Linked DNA regions of Gossypium hirsutum: region 1 is linked to region 2. The links are chromatin contacts, called in public Hi-C maps. All regions are on one chromosome and are shown on one strand. The core of a region is the stretch at or near the end of the contact, and the rest is flanking DNA. Distances in the headings are between cores, read along the strand shown. Region 1 holds the start of LOC107935173 (probable ADP-ribosylation factor GTPase-activating protein AGD8). Region 2 holds the start of LOC107896541 (tobamovirus multiplication protein 2A).

Region 1 (2,700 bases), core at 11-2,510, 290 kb after region 2:
ATCTTGGAGGCCAATTCAATAATATTGTTGTCAAATAAATTGTATATCTGAAAAACCATACACATTGTGATCATTATGTTTCCCTTCACCTTTTTCGGCTATGCTTGCCACCTATATATATATACACGTATATAAAAATTGTTGTCAAATATTTTTGAAGTTTTCGAATTATTTTAAATTTAATTATAAAATATTTTATTTCTTATTTAACTGTTTTAATAACGAAATGAAATAAATTAATATAATATTAATAATTTAAAATTATAATTAAAACATTTTAAAATTTAACAATCAATTTAAAACGAGAGTCTCGAGTTTTTAAGATTCTTAATGTCCCTGCACCTAAAGCTTTATGATTATTTAATGTTGAAGTTGCCAGTCCATACAAGTGGCCTAATTTCATTATCGCCAAATTGAGCCTAACTATTACCTCTGTGTTTTCACATTCACAATTTTGCCATGAAATCATATGCATGGGCGGATAAGATTGATGTAAGGTTTGAATATTTAGAACCAAATCTATTAGATTAGATGTATAATTCTACGCATGAACGAATTTACTTTTCGTATGTATATTATCTAGATTTATTTATTTTGAAAATTTTCATATTTATTTTACGGTTTATGTTTGAAGTTTGTAGTTGTTCTTTTCAACAATGTTATATCTAAAATTCAAACATACATTAAAGGTAAAATTAAATTTTTGAGTTTGAATTTCATTTGTATCGAGTGAACTTTTAAAGTGTTGGTTGTTGTGCAATCTGTCAAATCTCAACAATAGTTAGCATTATCTCTATGTCAAGATTTTAGCTCTTGCTTCCGCCGAGAATCTTGAAGCCTTCACGAAAGAGAAACACCTCAATTAGTGAAGATATGATTTATAGTTTGTAACATTAATTATGGAAATCACACATATACGAGAGAATCCAACCACTAACTTTCAGGGACACCTTTGGTTTGGTTAATAAATTTGATTCGAGTGATGATTAAGAATTCAATGTTTTGGATAATTTGATTAATGGTATATACTACATAATTGATTGCATTCAAAACTGAAATTGTTTCGCTTATTGTTTTCCGCTTTTGATCAGGACTTCTTTGAGGTTGAGCCCATAGATTTTTGTTGGGAGATCCTTACATGAGCCCAAAACTTGAACTTCAAGAACTACCCCTTGGGTTTTGATTTTTAAAAGATGGGCTTAGAGATCATCAACCCTTTTTGAAGATTATATAAATTAGCATTTATTTTTAATCTTTTTAGTTAATAATTATATGCATTGATTACCATTTTGTTTTCTTTTAATTCAAAAATTTGAAATTCTTGATATATAATAAGAAAGCCTTGAAGCTGAGGAGGTGTTCGATTTCCATTCCACACCTCTTCAGAACACTACTTTTTCTTTATTTTAAGTTAATAACTACAATTTTTCGTTCTAAATTTCAACAAAAACAAGGAAAAAGAGCGACATAATGGCGGCGTCGTCGTCGTCCGATAGCCTGACCGATAAGAACGTTGTTTTCAGAAAGCTGAAAGCAAAATCAGATAACAAGGTCTGTATTTTTTTTTCTTATTCTAAATTTCAATATATTTCTTAAACTTTTGTTTTAGATCTGGAATTTCGGTTAACGGATCTTCGATTTTGATTTTTTTTTTTGAATTTGAAATTTCGTAGATGTGTTTCGATTGCAATGCCAAGAATCCGACGTGGGCGTCTGTTACGTATGGGATCTTTCTCTGCATCGATTGCTCAGCCGTTCATCGGAGTCTCGGTGTCCATATCAGTTTTGTCAGGTATCCTTACACTTTTTTTTTTATTCCATTTCCATTTTGTAATTTAATTTTTATCTTACTCGATGCGTTTTTAATTTTGTTTATCTTACTTCTCAATTATGTGTGAAACTGTTGAATATTTCGTTATATTATATACAGTAGAATAAAAAAGATTTAATTGCACTTCCGGTTCATCTCTCTCATCAGGAAGTTTTATAGATAAAACTGAAAAAATCTAGTGTGGTTATATGAGAAAGTTTTTCTTGGAGTGCATTATGTTCTATGGTCTGCAATCTTCTCAAATTCTTGAAGAAATTAATGATAATGAGAAAATTTGATTCCTTTTATTCTTTTCCTGAATTATGAATTTTCTATTTTCTGTCAAAGAGGTTTAGATTTTGTTATGAATGAGGATAAATTCATTGTCTGATTTTACTATCCGAATGAGATTGGCTGCTCCCATCTTAGTTTGTATTTTTCCCTCAGATTTAACTTAAAAAGGAGAAAAAAAAAAGAAAAAAAAAAGAAGAAAAACTTAGAAAGGTTATTTTCCTTTTCTGATACAAAAAAACCATTGTAGTAAACGATGTTGTATGCATATTGTTTCCATATGCTTTATTTTCTGGTTATTAGGGTTTGTTGGGTTGGTGCTCATATTCAAGAGTCCTTACTGGTAGGAAAAGCAAGGATCTTTGGGACATCTTATGCTTATTATGAAACATGCTTATTAGTGGGATTTGAAAATCATGTGATGTCGATGCCATCATGCAATTTCCGAGCTGCTGGTTATGTCTTTGAGTCTTTGCAGTTTTCTCTTTCTGTTCTGAAAAGGAATATATTTAATTTTAAGCAGGTCTACAAATTTAGACTCCTGGTCTCCTGAACAATTGAGAATGATGATATATGGAGGGAACAACTGTGCACAGGTT
Region 2 (2,700 bases), core at 171-2,670:
TTCACATAGGATCAAGTAAACGTGTCTAGTTTACAATTTTATGTTCTTTTTTAGAATAAAACAAGAAGCTAATTCGTAGAATCAGCCAAAAATTACAAAACGGCATGTGCCATATCATGAAGCATGTATGACTTCATTAACTAACTCCACAAACCCAATTTATATAGCCAACTACATCAACCTTATTCATGTTTAAAGGGTTAAGACATGGTATATGATTCTATTTCAAGCATAAATCAAAACCACATAGCGTAAGTTTTATTTTTGCTCAAATTTCGATCTATCCCACCAACAATTGATTTATACCCACAAAAAATATGTAAAAATTGAAACTTAAATATGATATTTAATAAAATTTTATCAACTACTTGTAAATTTAATAACAAAATATTAAATTTTATAGAGACTCGTGAAAGAGTTTGCTCTCGAAATTAAATAACCTTCACCAGAGGGGTAATGCATAAAATATTGTTAACTTTTTTAAAATGGGAAAAAAATACTTATTTTCTTTTCAAGACCTAATTTTTAATGATCTAACATGAAATTTTCGGCCCAAGCCCCTTTCGCGTCACCACCGCTCACAAAATTCATGAATATTTTAAATAAAAGGAGCACATGTCACATAGCTTGAACTTAGAATTAGTTTGGGCATAAACACTTTAAACCAAATAATTTTAAAGGTTAATTCCCAGATTATAATTTATAAGCCAAAATATTAAATTAATCGTTAAACTTCAGAAGCAGAAACCTTAAGTTGAAGTAATATTACAATTAAGTCTTCCCGTTAGTTTTGATGTTAAAGATTTAACATGCTTTTCTAAATATATATATATATACTTAGATTAGTAAATATTTTTAATTATATAAGATTCAAATTGACATTTAAATTTTATTTTATACGAAAAATAGAAAAGAGTAAAGATTGAAAATTTGTTAATTGCTACGATCATATAGAAACATTTTTTCTTAACATCATGTTTTGGACGGATTATTTTTTTATTGAAAAATTTTCATTTACACTCTTTAAAATTTTTAAAATTTTAAATTAATAAAGATAAAATTATATTTTTAACTCTTTACAAATGATAAAAAAATTTAATTTTTAAAATTATAAAGATATAAACTATTAAAATAATAAAATTACATTTTTATTATTATAAAAATTACAATTTAATTTTTATCTTCTTAAAAAATTTTTGATCCAAAGTAAAATAATATCTAATATTTATAAGTGAAAATCGAGTTGGAATCGAGACAATCAAAACACCGCTCCATCCCATTACCGGGATCAATATCAAAGTTGACGGGTAGACTTACAAAAGGATAGATGGAAAAAAATTATAATTTAGTCTATAATTTGAGGACTTCTAGTGAAATTAATCCTAATTTTCATAACCTAACAACTTTAACCGAAAGGGCCAGTAATGGCATTTAGACCTCACCGAAAAAGGAAGTCGAAAAATTACGATGCCATCCTGTCATGACAAGAAAAATAGCAAAAATTGAAAAAAAGCGTCTTTATACGCAAAAAGATATATAATTTTTCCCCTATCGAGTCTCTTCCTTTCTTGTTTAACAAAAATGATCTCAGAAATTAAAAGAAAAAATATCAATTTTATTTTATTACTAAAGCGTGAAGATTCAAGCTTGCAATCGAATTCCTCATTTGAAATTCTGTAAGTGATTGATTCAATTTGTTTTTTTCGTGCGATGTTAGGTAGAAATTCTTTATATAATATTTTTAAGCATTGGATTGGTTTTGATTTTACTTGTAAAGATCGTTTGCATAAATCAGATGATTTCGTTGAGAAATTGTTTGGGATTTGACGATACCAAGAATTCTGGGAACCCAGTTTTGTTTCCTTAGAAAACCCAGTAATTAAACCTAGAATTCTGTACATTTAAGTGGTCTCCAGAATTTTATTATATAAAAAAAATTTATACTTTCTTCTTCTTTTATATAAAAGAAGCTACCTTTTTCCTGCTTTTTTATCAGCAAAAAATGTTTTATTGTTATTTTTCTTTCCAGATAAATATTTCAGTTATTCATGCAATATGTTGGTTTATTTATTCATATAAGTCTCAATGTGTTTTATTTTTCTTTGAACAAGTTGATGAAACAGGTATTAGAACTGTAATAGAGAGGATAAAAAAGATCATTGTTGAGGATGGCTTGTAAAGGATGCCTAGAATGCTTGTTGAAGCTGTTGAACTTCTTGATGACTCTTGTTGGTTTGGCAATGGTTGGATATGGGATCTACTTGTTTGTTGAGTACAAAAGAGCTGCTGATGTTGCCATGCTTTTGTCACCTGTGGGCACTGACCAAATACAGCTCGGTCGGCCCATGCTCATGGCCGTGTCTCTTTCGTCTAGTATTTTCGATAATCTTCCAAAAGCATGGTATGAGTTTTTTTCGCATTTCTTTATTAGTTTAGCAATGCTTGCATTAGTTGAATTAAAAATGTTAGTGTGTAGAACTTTGACGAAATGTCTACAGTTAGTTGAACTTTGACCCACTGTGCTTGAAATTGAGTCATACTAGCTTGAATGAAATTGGCTTCTGAGATCCCCAGATACTGGTGGGATCATGTTGTTATGTACTGGTACCTAATGGATTGGAGGGATCATTATCGAAATGATTTTGTGGCTTCCTTCTAGGTATTCTAGTCTTGACATTTCCAATAGGATGGTTAGGACAG

The links. Hi-C and Micro-C count contacts between places; a contact is called where the count stands out from the background.
Region 1: a Hi-C map of leaf shows a contact between it and region 2, with 2.1 times the contacts expected there. The contact joins the promoter of LOC107935173 here to the promoter of LOC107896541 in region 2. A contact is called at or near these places in 7 of 34 Hi-C or Micro-C datasets (all in leaf).

Annotation. Positions count from the first base shown.
Region 1 is chrA09:80,438,256-80,440,955 of Gossypium_hirsutum_v2.1, forward strand. LOC107935173 (probable ADP-ribosylation factor GTPase-activating protein AGD8) reads left to right here and starts at 1,261. Exons shown (of 7, transcript XM_016867730.2): 1 at 1,261-1,551; 2 at 1,674-1,792; 3 at 2,625-2,700. The coding sequence starts at 1,471.
Region 2 is chrA09:80,144,675-80,147,374 of Gossypium_hirsutum_v2.1, forward strand. LOC107896541 (tobamovirus multiplication protein 2A) reads left to right here and starts at 1,421. Exons shown (of 7, transcript XM_016821734.2): 1 at 1,421-1,676; 2 at 2,124-2,401. The coding sequence starts at 2,169. It overlaps LOC107896539 (probable purine permease 11), which reads left to right. Exons shown (of 3, transcript XM_016821731.2): 3 at 1-273.